3 separate regions of the Sus scrofa genome follow, and regions 1 and 3 are each linked to region 2. A link is a contact called in public HiChIP or PLAC-seq data. All regions are on one chromosome and are shown on one strand. The core of a region is the stretch at or near the end of the contact, and the rest is flanking DNA. Distances in the headings are between cores, read along the strand shown. Region 1 has its middle 85 kb from the start of GTDC1. Region 2 holds the start of ZEB2 (zinc finger E-box-binding homeobox 2). Region 3 has its middle 32 kb from the start of GTDC1.

Region 1 (4,499 bases), core at 1,345-3,844, 150 kb before region 2:
ACAATGCTTTTTTAAATTTATAAGTTTGGGGAACAAAATCTCACTTTAATTCACCTGTGTTCAGTGTAAAGCAAAGCCTTTGGTGAGAGAGGAAGGAGTGGAGAGCCAGGGAGCCTATCAGAGTCTGGCCGTGCCTCCACAGAGGAGCTCTATGCAACCTGGGTACCCTGATTGGAAGGTAGTGAGAACCATTACTTTCCCTAGAGGTATTCATGGCATCACACTTTTGTGAAGAACCCCTTCTCAGGCTGTAGCTGCCATTTCTGGAGGCTGGGCTATTATACCTTTTCATACTTTTTTTTTCTTGGAATGAGTTAGCCTGGGAAATGGCTCTGCCCTTGAACCTAAAGTCACTCTTTCCTTAAAATATTTTCTAACACCTATAATAACATGAGTCTATTTTACTGCCACCAAATTCTATAGAAAAGAAAATCTAATATGTTTAAAACTTTGTTTGGAAGGAGACTAGAGAAGATAATTAGTTCTAAAAGAAAGATATCAACATTTTATGCAAGAAAATTGGTTAAGCTGAGTATTACTTATTAATCCACTCTTAGAATGTAAACGAATTTTTTTGGTAGTAACCGAAAAATTCTTCTTTATTGTGAGAAAACATTATAGCATGACATCAGGTTGTTTTTTTCCTAATAAATGTAAATACACAGGGTGGAAAAAAGAGTGTAAAATCAGCAAATTGCCCTCAATTCAGCAAAAAATGGGAAGAGATTTGCTAGGGAAGCTGCCTCTGCCAGAAATTAAGCACTGTACTATTTGATTTCATACATTCATTAAAACAGCAATGAAAGAGTAGCTGTGGATGATTGGACAGCAAGTAAATAACAGCTATATTTAGATAAAGGTCAGATATAGATCTTGAGTTTCCTCTGTATGGGATAATTTCTGTAGTTGAATTATCTCTGAAGATATATCATTGACTATATAAGGAAGCTTCATGATTACAAAATTAATGTTTTTTATTTAATAAGTTTCAGGTCTTGAGTGCTCTTACTACTCAAATATTTGTTTCAACCATAGGTATTGCTTTTATTCTTTCAATGTAAGAGAATTCTTTAGGGTATGGATTCCTAAATCCCCAGAATATTTCCTGTCAGATTCATTTTTCAATTTGAGAACACAGAACTTTTAGTTTAATGGTAGTCTTTCAAGGTCCTGTGATGCTGTTGGTTTATTAAGCACAACACATATGAAGCCTGGTTTTCTCAAAAGCTTATTTCCTAGGGCTTTCCATACCATGTAAAGGAAATCCAATCATACCTTTTTCTAGTTGAAGTTTTCAGATGCAAAAGAATAATAACGCCCTGACAAAATAAGGTAGTTGGTTCAATTTTAGTCCATACTGAAGAATGAGAAGAGGAAGAAATAGAGAAGGAGGAGAAGGAGGGGGAGAGGGTGGAGGTAGAGGAGGAGGGAGAGAGAGAAAAAAGGAGGAATAAAGGGGGGAGGGGAGAAAGGAGAGGGTAAGGGAAAGTGTTGAGTGGGGAGGAGAAGAGAAGGAAAGAGAAGTCAATGACAATGTGATGCTTTATCTTGGACTTTGGACAGTGTGGGAGACATCTGGATATGGTAATGTCATTTTCACTGGTAGCCATTATTTAAAATTATTCAGTATCCACATCCTATGATTCAGCATTCTGGAACACTACCACACCTACAGAGACTCAGGGGGTTTGAACCAATAATAGAGAATGTTAAACTTTACAAAGGTTAAGCCAAAATGACAAAATAACACAAGAAACAAAAACAATATCCCCAAATCTAAAATACCGAAAACATCTACTCTTTAAATTAAACAAAGTATAACAATTTTTAAATAAAATGAATTTAAAGCATTAACTTGATGATTTGCAAGGATTCTTGCATTGTGTGGTATCATTATGTTGTACTACTATAATGATCAAATCCACGGATTCATTACAATAATATCAAATAGTCCTAATCCTAGCAGTTTTTAAAACCACAGATGGCATAAATATCCATATGCACAATGCAGTTGGAATTGGTGATAAATTAATTTTCCCCCATTTATGGCAATAGACCTGTTATGTGTGTGCCCGAGGAGCTACAATTAAGAATGAGGGGAAACACTGCTTAATGAAGTTGGGATTAAGCAGTTAAAAAGAATTTTTAGGCTCAAAACTGTTAGAGAGCTGACCTGTTTATAGGAAATGGGTCTGCTAGAATTAGAAGTGGAAAATAAGGAGATGATAATGAAATACAGTTTAACCAGTAAAGGGCGGCGAACATACGTATCACACCACACCATACAAATATGCTGCCAGTTTAGATATACAGTGTGGTTCCTTTTGTCAAGCTATTCTATTTCCTGTTAGGAAGGCTAACTCTAAAATATGGTTTTCAGGAAGGAGGAATAGAAAAAGAGCTTCATTAAAATGCTTATTTCCTCAAATTTCTCTCAGTGTTTGTCATACTGAGATGATATCCTTATAAGTCACCGATTTATTCATAACTTAGAGGAAATAGGTTTCGGTCTTGACTGCTTACTAATGGTCAAGCATCCACATCTGGAAGTCACTAGATGGTGTTGTTTTGGGTGAAAGGTCAGACTCTAAGTGGGAGATGACCCATCAATCAGGTGCTTGCATCACTTTCCCGGTTACGTTCCAGCCATATTTATCCATAGTGGGCAGAAGGCAATTTGAAGTGACTTTCTCTCCCCTTCCCCCGATAAGGCAAGGAGGTTGTTCACCAGCAACAAAGCTCATGCCCAAATACTGCTACCTTGTGGAGTTCTTCATTAGCAACTGTGAAAAATAGGTAATTAGTACTGAGGAGAGTAGACATAATTTAATCTATTACAGTGTGGATTTCTTGTTTTCTGGTTCAAATATGAAGTCCAACTTGGTCCCATAGAAGGAGTTTATTATAGCTGAACCCTTGAGGAAAATGGTTCCTACAGCAGCTCTTCACACTCCCGTACCTTCCAGCATTATCTTCTCTTCTCAACTTGTTAAACTCCTATAGGCTCTTCAATGCCAAATTCAAACAGCCTCTTTTCTCTGAAGCCTTTCCTAGCTCCCCTGGGCAGAGGTCTCACAGGAGGATCAGAACACCTGCCTCTCTGTTGCCCCTGTAACAATCTGTTTGCACATGAGCTTCCATATTTATTATTTCACATCTATTCCTGCTGTCTAACACAACGACTGGTGTTGACTGGCAATCAGTAAACACTTACAAATGACCTGTTTGAAAAGAATTTGGACATGCGTCCTTCCATCCAAGAACATTGTAAAAACCAAGTATACTTCAATAAAATAAAATTTTTAAAAATACTTTAACAAACCCTGATCTTAATAAGCCAAAAAAGAGAGAATATATCAAGGCATTCCACCTATTTAGACTATTTAGAGGAGCAGAAAGTAACTAAACAGGATGGCAAGAGTTAACATCATTCTAATTCATTTTAAGTAACATCATTTTAGCATGCTACCTATCTATTTACCTATCAATCTGTCAAGTCTTTTCATGTTTACAGTAGGAATGGCCTTCAGGTTGCCATCTACATATATTTTTCAAGCCCGTCTTCATGGAAATGTTTGTTTACATGGGCTTAAGAAATACGTGGTGTTGTTTTCACAGAGACTTAAGAAATACTTGGCTGAACAATGTAACAGAAAAAAAAAAAAAAGACTTAAGGAACAAAAAGTACCAAAGAAAACTTAGTATTCATCAGAATTAAAATTAGCCAAAGGAAAACAATAATCATAAGCTATAAACCTTTTCCTGCTATGTGGATCATCAGTTTTCATCTCCAGCAGCTTCCCCTCCTGAGTCTCTGTCAAGTTACGAAAGAAGTTCCCCGTATGGGCCGATTCATCTGATAGACAAGGCTATCTCTTGATTTAAAAGTCTCTGTGTATAATATGCAAAAGGGCTAACGAGAAGGTTCGAATTGTGAGCAGAGCCTTGTTACAAAGGTTTACCCTTGTGACTACTTCATTATCACCCTGGATTATCTGCTCAGAGCAGCGGAGACACTGCCTATCTAGAATCACACAGAACAGCCTCCTCAGTTCTCATGCTCTGAGGCCTCTCATTGGACTGATAATTGTCAAGCATTCCTTCCTCTTTCAGTAACCCTAGGATCACGCCCACCAGGAAACAAAGGGTCCCTTTGAGGATGAATCTTGAGACAATCCCAGCCCCCTAAAAATTACATGCTGGGAAATATCTAAGTACTGAAATGATTGTGTTCCTTTTCAAGAACTCTCTGTGGACTTAACTCTAGGAATAGGTTATCAAAGGGAGACTTTCCTCAAAACCCAGGAGGGAAGAAAGGACACTGTGGAAAAGGGTCAAAAGGACAGTGGATGAAATAAATACACGGCAAGCTTCTGCCCCTCTATCAGGGCCTGCCACAGCGACTGTTTGCAAACTGCTGGCACATCTCTTGTCGTGTCTGAGTCCTACGACCATCTGTGAGACAGTTATCTGTATTATTCCCATTTTAAAGGTAAGTA
Region 2 (4,779 bases), core at 496-2,995:
TGATTTAGAAAGCACCTTGAATTTAACCTAGGCATAGTGGGAGACTTTTAACACATTTTCTCATTTCTTGGCTCTCCTATGGATTTGAAATTGTTGGGAAAAATTCCTGAAATAAAGAAATGGTCACACAAGTATCTGGGATGAAACAGCTGGCCTGTCTGTATTCATGCTGAGACTTACACACGATTGCATATAAATATATGTTTAATAAAGTAAGCTGCTAGTTTTATGAGCATTTGTGTGTGAGGGAGAGACAGGGCATTTGTGCTGTAAACTTTATCTTTGCCTGTTATTTCTAACTCTGGAGTTAGTAATCTTGCCTTCATCATTATAGGGGGAGCATGTAAAATATATAAGTAAGTGGGAGATAAACACATTCATGTTAGCGGGGCTCACCACTGTTCCTGGGAACTCCTGCTATCTCTCTTGACTTTTCAGTGCCAAAGTATGGCATGGAATATTTGTATGTATGTGTCTCCTGTGAAATCCATGTCTATATTACTTTGCCATTTGAAATACAATTTCAAAAGTTATCCCTAATTTAAAACTCTAATATCCTGACAGTTTTCTTCCCAACTGTAGTGACCCCCCCCCCCACTACTTTGGTAAACGACTCAAGTTCCATGAGGACTTTCACTTCTTTATTTATCATCACAGAAGTGAGGTGTTACTTCACATACACACACACACAAAGAATGAAATAAAGAAATGAAACTCGCTAAGCAGACAAAAACAAGCAACTTTCTGCTTAGAAAACAGCCTTCTTCGGTAGAAAAGGTTGGACTGCCATATCTAAGAGAAAGACTTGCTCCCGAATTTGGTAGGTTTGTATCCATCAAGTTTTGTAATTATTAACAGGTATTTGCCAAGTTTTAATTGCTGAATACAATGAATTGGAATTAGACATGACAATAGAGCAGAACCTCTCCCCCTGAAGAGTTTTTATTCCAACCACATAGTTCTCAATAAAACTTTTCCTAGGCTGGGTAGCAAAAGGCACCTTTGGTTACCTGAATGGACAGGTACAGGGCAAATTATTTGGAGGAGGAAAAAAGAGAAAAGGAAGGAGAGAGAGAGGGAGTGAGAGAGAAATCCAAGAAGTCACTCTTGGGAAAAGCTTGCCGTAAAGGAGCTAAACCCACCTGAAATTCCTACCCACAGACACTCCTTCGCACTTCAGACTCCCATCCTCACTTAAAAGGAGAAAATCATGAAAGGAGGGTGGGGGATGACCATGCCAAAAAGGAATAAAAAGAGAGAAAAGGGGGAAAAAAACCTACCTGCGAAGTCTTGTTTGTAGTTTTGGCCAGAAATGGTGAGAAGAAAAAGCATGAAGAAGCCGCGAAGTGTGGGGAAGAAAAAGGTGGAAGCGAAGAAACAGCTCCCGGAGCAAACTGTACAAAACCTCGCCAAGAGTGTCGGGAGGCAGGACCGTTATTCCTGCGGAGCAGGTTAGAACTGATCTCTTTCGGCCACTCCAGGAAACACAAACCTGGGGACGGACTGACGTGTTACGCCTCTTCTAATGACATTTTTTTCTTTTTCTTTTCTGTAGGAGAGAGAGAGACCCTGAAACACGCGCCACCTATCTTTGTGGGGAGGGATAATTGAAGCGCCCTGAGCGTGAGCATCATGTGAAAACGTGATCGCCAAGTTTCTCTCTGGGAAAGGATCTGGGATAGATTATACCTTGAAGTCTCCGCAAACGCTTTAGTGGAAGAAATGAAATTCCACCTCCCTCCCTTCCTCTCTCCCTCCCTCTCGCCTCCCTCCCTCCCTTCTCCACGCCCCCCCCCCCCCCGTAAAGCCTTTGGCATCATTATCCTCATCTCCTCATCACTAAATCCTACAGAGTACAGGGCGGAAAACGGTGCACACCATTCACAGAACTGGAGAACTCTTAAGGGGCGAAAGTTAAAGGGAAAGATCCCGGTTCTTCAATCCAGATCGCTTCTTCTTATACAGATATCTCTAATGACCAGATTTGAGATGCACATTAAGTTGTGTGGATTTCTCAGCACAGCTTCTGGAACTAAATTTTTTGCCCTTTCTCTTATTTTTTTGTCTTTTTAGATGCCAGAGCCAGAAAAAAAAAATGTTGCATGTGAACTGCATTTTAGGGTGTGTGTTGGGGGTGTGTGTGTGTGATGAATTTCTGGATTGGATCCCAATACTAAAAAGTGGTTTGGCATTTTTAAAAAGGGTCTCTAAGTGAATTAACATAGCGGGCTGAGTTGCCTCGATCTCTGAGTCTCTCTACATCTCACGGAGACCTCACTACAAAGTGAGGGAGTGTGTGTGTGTGTGTGTGTGTGTGTGTGTGTGTGTAGGGAGGCAGGAGGAATAGGAGAAAGGCCATAGAGGAACTTAGCAGGGAAGGATGAGCATGATATTAAACGGCATGGGGTCTAAGTTTTGGAGTATACATTTTTTGATATTGCAATTAAAGTAAAATTAAAAAGAAAAGACTCCACCTTTGCTCTGAAGGGATTGGTTATGTAAATATGGAAGGGATTTCCTGGAGAATACAGCTTTCTACTGTATGGTTAATTAAATAATCACTCAAAAGCTTCCAACGTGACGCTTCTGTCGTAATCCAATCAGGTTACATAGGTCCTAAACAAGAAAGATATTTTCCACATCTGGAAGTCAGCAATTTAGCAAGTACTGCACATTATTAACCAATTCAGAGCCCACTTCCCAGGGGAATTTTTTTTGAAGTTTAAGTGTTCTTAACCAATGCTCTGCTGTTTTGTTAATCAAAAAGCTGGTTTACACTGCACATAATTGGAACTAATATAGAAGTAAATAAAGACAGCCAAATTTGAGGATGCTGAGCACAGGCATTTATAGGAAAAGGAAGAAATCTCTTAGCCTCCAGTGGTTCAGGCTCAGTTTCTTAAAGAACTGTGAGGTTTTTTTGTTGTTGTTGTTGTTGTTGTTGTTTTAAGAGTGAAAGTGCTTGAGAACCTCAGAGCACAAATAAACTTTCAGTCCCACTGCCTTTGGGCTTTCTTGCAAAGGTAAAGGTGGAGGTGTCAAGAGGACTGAAGAGCAGCCTCATGCCAAAATTTTCTGCTTTAATATTGTTAATATGTTACAGCCCCCTGTTTTCAGTCTGATGAAATCTGAAACAAATAACACCCTGATCCAACACTAGACTTTTACTTATATTAAGATAAACTGCTTTGAACTGTGCTTTGAAATGTGTGCCTAAAGCAAGACTTTGAATGCAAGACTCACTGGCAATTGCACTCAGAGGAGGGAAAAGCCACCACAAGAGTTGCCACATCCACACTCCCAGAGGTGCATGTCTTTGTATTTTGTATGTTTATTTTTTTTAAGGGGGGGAGCAGTAGCCACCCAGCATGACCACAGCTAGTTCTGACTTTAGCCTACAAGAAAGTACATTTTCACTATTGGTTACAGACTCACTTCTTTCCCACCTTGAGTATTTATTACACTGAGAATCTTCTCACCCATCCCATTACAGATAAATTACCTGTAGAGGAGCATTCAAGATCATCAGTGTAAAATTAATAATAAAAAAAGAAAACTAAAGACTTCCAACAGAGGTCAGGCACATTCTCCACCTTATGTTGTGCATTTCTTTTAATATTTCTATCTCTATAAATATATGACTTATCAACTTCCTCTTCTGAGATTTATTTCTATTATTAATGTCCTTTTTTCTTTCTCTTCCCACTTTTTTATTTAAAAAAAAGTCAATTCCAGCTTTCTCTAGAAGTTTGCTTTTCAGCCTTTCCTCTTCCATTTCTAGGAAAAAGCTGTCCCTTGCATGGAGTGATTCCAGACAATACTCTACCTCAGGAACCCAGGTAGCCACTGGAGCTTCCAGCCCAGACACACACTCACTGACAAAAACCTCAGGTCAAAGGATCCTATTGAAAGGCTAACAAATTACTTGTCTTTATTATGTATATTAATGTGAGGTTACTTAGGATCTGACTTAAAAAAAAAAAAAAGAGACAGACAAGTATTTCCATTAAAAACACCTAATCATCTGATTACTCTGGGCTCAGTAATTGTTCAAGTGGCAGGAGGCAGCCTCAACAAGGCATTGGGAGTCCCGATGTGCAAGTATTTGATTTAGGGTAAAAAAGCAATCTTTCAAGTTTCCATTAATGTGGATATTTAGATGGTGGCATGTGAGCTGTCCCTGTGAGGGTGAGAGCGCCGGTGGGTTGCCCTCCGCCCCTGCCTGGCACGCCCCTGGCACACACCCTTCCCGATTGACCGAGAGTTCCCATCAAAGCAGAGACGGTGGGATCTGGCGAAGCCGAAATATAAATTTGTTCCGAACACTCTTTTAGTCCGAAGGCCAGGTCAGGGACAATGGGGATCGTGGGACCAGCGGGATGCAGGAGCGCAGGACGCAGGGAAAAGTCGAGAGAGGACTAGGAGCTGCTAGCTTTCGGATCCTCACACAGCAAAGCAAGTCCTTCAAATGAATCGCTCCTTCCCGGTCTTCCTTCCCCATTAATAGTCCATTTCGAGATTAGCGCAGACCAAGGGGATTAAAACAACAGATATATGCAAATGTGAAATAATATTGCAATCGACATAGAAGGGAGAAAAATAATTCTATAGGGTCTCTTTGAGTGAAACAAACTGCCTCCCTCAGGAGTTCCTCCACCCAAGCAGTGTGAGGATGCACTTTTGTTTTCCAATTCCCTCCAGCCAGGACCTGGTGCCTGTCCCCCCATTCACCTCTCAGTCTGTCAATTTCCTTAACTTTCACAGCCGCTCCCCCTTTCT
Region 3 (4,683 bases), core at 1,442-3,941, 200 kb before region 2:
GGATGAGCTGTATGAACTATATAAAATGTAATCTGTTTTGTATCCTGGGCTGCTAGAGTTTTTGTTGAATGCTAGATGAAAAAAAATATTGGATATTCACGGAGGAAAAAAATGGGATTCAACTTTGAATCTACCCAACTCATTTCCCTGCACTGCTTTCAAATCCTCTGTAACCAGTATAAATAGATGTATACCAAAGCAGGGACTCTGATCAAATAAAATATTGATTTGGTTCAGAGAATATTCTGATGTTCCAGTTTTCCTTTGATTCAACAGTTCTAGAAAATACACAGGTTTATTTCCAGTTCACATCTGCTCATTAAATCATTTTAAATGATTTTAGTTAACAGATCTGGATATTAATTTATTAATAGCTCTTATTAATTTGTAGTTATAAATTTATTAACTGTTGTATGCACATTAACACTGTACAGTATGATTATCTACTCACTATCCAGTTCAAGATCCTACACAAAAGGATATTTTCCTAAAAAACTCTAGGTACAGTAGCCTTTCTGCAAATAGAAATATAATTTAAATACTCTAGGGAGGAGCAAAATTTCAAAAATCCCCCAAAGAAAAATCACAGTCCTTATATTAAACTTTTTAGGTAAACTATTTTAGGTTAAGCAGATATTTCTCTTTATAGCATTTCCCTTAGTGTCAGAAAGTTCAATACTAAAAGGTGTTAACTATATTAAGTCCCATAAATAGACAGGATCTCTAAAGTTTGATGACCAAAGCCAATTATCATACATCATTATGGGATGGTAATACATTATACATTCCCCAAGTAAAGATCAAATTTACTTCATCCACCCCTACTTCCACCCAAAAAAATCAGTTATTTAATCATGAAGTCCTTGGAATCATAGTAGGGCTTGATGCCATATTGGTGTCACACTCAGCCAGTTATCCAAAGAATATGCCAGCCTTCTTTTTCAACTTCTTTGTCTACTAGTGCATCACTGGACCCAGCAGGCAGTTCACCCAGACAGTCTATTTCAGTAACGGATTTTGGCTCTCTGTGCACAACAGATGAAAATCTTTACGAAGTATCCAGTCTGTCTTTTAGCTGAGAGATCTGAACCTGCTGCAGATGTCACATCTAAATTCTTGAACGGGTTTTTATCATCAGTGTCACCTATAAAACAAGAAGTGTCACCAACAGCATTGTCCTAAGAAACATCTATTTCATTAATGCTAATAAAATTTCTGCATCATAACTAATTGCCATTTATTTGCCTAAAAACAAAAGCAAACTAGAGCCTACGGTCCAAAATTCAGCCCACAGCCTGTTCTTGCATAGCCACAATCTAAAGACAGATTTTATATTTATTAATAGCTGAAAAAAAGTTTCTTTAAAAGACTAACAAGAGTTCCTGCTTTGGAATAGTGGGTTAGGAACCAGTGTTGTCTCTGCAGCAGCTCAGGTCACTGTGGAGGCACAGATTCAATCCCTGGTCCAGCACAGTGGGTTAAAAATCTGGCATTCACTCATCTGTGGCATAGGTTGAGTTGTGGCTTGAATTTGATCCCTGGCCTGGGAACTTCCGTATGTCATGGGTGCAGCCAAAAATAATAAAATAAAATAAAAAGAGTAATATTTTATGACAAGTGAAAATTATATGAAATTCAATTTTCAGTCTCCATAAAGTTTCATTGAAACATAACTGCTCATTCATTTATGTATTTTTCTATGGCTGTTTTCACACTACAATGACAGACTTAAGTAGGTGCAACAGAGACCATGCCACCCATAAAGGTTAAAATATTTACTATCTGGTGCTTTTTTTTTTTTTTTTTTTTTTTTTTTTTTGCTGCAACTGTGACATTTGGAAGTTCCCGGGCCAGATATCAAACCCGCATTACATTTGCAGCCTGCGCCACAGCTGCAGCAATGTTGGATCCCTAACCCACTGTACCACATAGGAACTTCCTTTAAAAATTGTTTAAAAAAAAAAAGTTTGCTCACCCTTGGCTTAGAGAGTATTTAGTGGTTAGGTTATATGATGCCAAGTGTCTGCTACATGAAGAACGTGGGTGTGACGACCTAGTTGTTCCCCTGCCATACTTTCATCAGTTGGTTTAACAAATATTTCTCAGGCAGGTGTGTCACTTCAGTGTAGACAGCTAACTATAGTCACTTTGCTTTCCACTTTAGCTCAGCCTTGCCTCAATCCAAAGGGTCAACAATGCTCTTGAGAAGGAAGAAAACAAGCTCAACCTCAAGTTAAATTCTAGTTCTCCAAAGCTGGTCTTCTCTGAGTCCCCAAGTTCTTCTGGTTCTGGATTTCTGCTTTATATCCACCATTCTCCATAACAGGCTTCCTGTGGGACACCTCTCTTAAAAGTCTATATTTCCTATTAGAGACCCTAGGGCAGCAGGATGAGTCACAGCACTCCTTGACTGAACTGTGCCAGCTGATTATCAGTTCTATGCCTGCCCTAACAATCACTCTACAACATGAATCTGTTTGGGGTCCCTGTGAATAGCTTGCATGTTCCACCACTCTCCTGGCTTCCACTACTCTTTCTGATCATAAATACCTCTGAAGTTCATCAACTGCCTTTTACATTAAAACCTTTGGCCTATAAATCCATAAGTTCAACCTCTGCAATTGCCTTCTATTTCTTGAGCTCAGTTCATGCAATAACCAAACAGAGGAGCACAACACAACAAAACTCTATAAATGGATTTCCCAACCTAGGACTAACCACTTCTTATTTTTTAGCAACTGCTGTAAAAGGGAATATATCACCCCCAAGCAGCATCCAAAACATCCCTTCTCCTTTTTCCCTCCACCATAACTGCTTCATCTGAGACTGTTGCCCCTTCTACCCACTTAGGTTATCCTAGGTGCCTAGGATACTGCACCTCCAGAACATTGCTTCACAATGTCTCTCTTGCTTCTAGTCAAGCTTTAACATTCATTTCTATTGTAAGCGGGAAAAGGGGGTTTCTTGCCACTGTTGCACTGCAATGGGGTAATATATCTGGCTAGACTTCTAAGAGTATAATTCAGAATATAATTCCCCACAGAAAGCTGTTAATAGTCCACAACAAGGCTATTCCTATACTATTAATGGCACTATAGAACCCATCTGTAATTCATATTATATTGTTGCAAAAATGACTAATTCACAAACTCACTCATAAGTTGTGGATTTTCTAGAAAATAGCTATGAAATGTCAGGAAGACTTTACAGTAGACAGATTAGCGTAGTATAAAGACTTCAGAGAAAATAGCAGTTTATTTTCAGCAAAATGAACTTCACTACAACCCTGAAGTAGCTTGCTATGGTGAACAGGTCTTAAAACTGCATGAATAGCTCACAACCAAAAGAGTGGTATCAATAATGAATACACTGACTGGAATGACCACTGACCACAATCTCAATTCTTCAAGGCAACCATATAAGTAGGTAGCGTCAATCTTAAATAAAAATGAAAATCTTTATAAAAACACCTTTGCCTGCATGGGAAATGACGGAGAACTCCTGTGACATACCCTTACAACCAGGAAAAGAAACTAAAGAGATGTTGTCCATATTCCAAAGAAATAGTCAAAAGATTAAAACTTGAGAACTTTATTCATCTTAAAGAAACAGTTCTCAAACTTCCTAGTATCAGGACTCCTTTGTGTTCTTAAAATTGAGGACTCTCAAGAGTTTTTGTCAATATGAGTTATAATTATCAATATTAACCACATTAGGAATTAATGAGAAAATTTTAAATATTGATTCACTTTATATTTTCATGACATTTAATACAGTAAATAATTTATGAAAAATTATTTCTTACACAAAAAAGCTTAGTGATAAAAATGATACCGTTCATAACTTTTGCAAATTTCGTTCATGTCTAACTTAACAGAAGACAGCTAGATTCTCTTATCTGCTTCTACACACAGCCCACTGTGATACACTGTTTTGACTGAACTATATTTTTAAAAAATAGCCCCAGACAAATATGTAGTGAGAAAAAAGGAAGTACACATTAATACTAATAACATATTCAGATAACTATGAATGTTCTTCTTTGTTACTACACCAAAACTTGACAAGTAGGAGTTCACAGGTTAGCTGTGATAACAAATCTAAAATCACAGAAGCTTTTGGTATTATTACTTGCTTTTTATTTTTTTGTTGTTGTTTTTTTTGGTTTTTTGGTTTTGTTTGTTTTCACACCTTATATCTTTATTTGGAATCTCATTTGTTCTTGATTTAAATATGTTGTGCCTTTAACAGTCAGTATTTAGGTGGCTAAAATAAATTATCAGTATAATCTGTATGTTACTTGCTTTTATAAGAATCTTTTACCATAATTTTGCAACATTGATCACTTAGAAAATATTGGTTCATTGAGTTATGTAAATATTCTAAACTTTAACATAATTAATTAATTGATACCATAGCAAAAACTCACATTCATTCATATCGCCACTCATCCCATCAGATAAATATTTAAGTACTGGGAAGCTGACAAGAGCACAGCAGTTGATACAAGTTTTCCAAAATTTTAATTTTCACTTGAAAGCTCAAATTTTATCATCAGCAACAAATATTGTCGGTTGTTTTCCCTGAAATGACAGTCTCACTTTGTTCACTTTCAAGAAAATGACTGCCAAATATCTAAGTCTAAATAATCATAGTTTGTCTGGTAGTCATCCTTTCAAGTAA

What was found. HiChIP or PLAC-seq counts read pairs in DNA pulled down with a chosen protein or histone mark.
Region 1: an H3K27ac HiChIP or PLAC-seq map of alveolar macrophages shows a contact between it and region 2. The contact joins the enhancer-like site here to the promoter of ZEB2 in region 2. A contact is called at or near these places in 5 of 47 Hi-C or Micro-C datasets (heart right ventricle, liver, retroperitoneal adipose tissue and 1 more) and 2 of 2 datasets of contacts at active chromatin or transcription factors (alveolar macrophages and skeletal muscle).
Region 3: a contact with region 2 is called in an H3K27ac HiChIP or PLAC-seq map of alveolar macrophages. The contact joins the enhancer-like site here to the promoter of ZEB2 in region 2. A contact is called at or near these places in 2 of 5 promoter capture datasets (fetal liver and skeletal muscle), 19 of 47 Hi-C or Micro-C datasets (adipose tissue, alveolar macrophages, brain and 12 more) and 2 of 2 datasets of contacts at active chromatin or transcription factors (alveolar macrophages and skeletal muscle).

The regions. Positions count from the first base shown.
Region 1 is chr15:7,642,311-7,646,809 of Sscrofa11.1, reverse strand. No RefSeq gene overlaps it. Among named protein-coding and RNA genes, the nearest start is that of GTDC1, 85 kb to the left of the region's middle. Within about 2 kb of position 2,594, at least 9 of the 83 cell types and tissues checked have an H3K27ac peak or open chromatin away from gene starts, as enhancers often do. A contact at or near this core is called in alveolar macrophages, retroperitoneal adipose tissue and subcutaneous adipose tissue, where this site is marked.
Region 2 is chr15:7,495,845-7,500,623 of Sscrofa11.1, reverse strand. It overlaps ZEB2 (zinc finger E-box-binding homeobox 2), which reads right to left and starts at 1,745. Exons shown (of 10, transcript XM_021076506.1): 1 at 1,281-1,745. It overlaps LOC110257199, which reads left to right. Exons shown (of 2, transcript XR_002339482.1): 2 at 1,301-1,394. It overlaps LOC110257200 (a long non-coding RNA gene), which reads right to left. Exons shown (of 2, transcript XR_002339483.1): 2 at 3,698-4,779.
Region 3 is chr15:7,694,804-7,699,486 of Sscrofa11.1, reverse strand. It overlaps a transcript of GTDC1 not described here. Among named protein-coding and RNA genes, the nearest start is that of GTDC1, 32 kb to the left of the region's middle. Within about 2 kb of position 2,691, at least 3 of the 83 cell types and tissues checked have an H3K27ac peak or open chromatin away from gene starts, as enhancers often do. A contact at or near this core is called in alveolar macrophages, where this site is marked.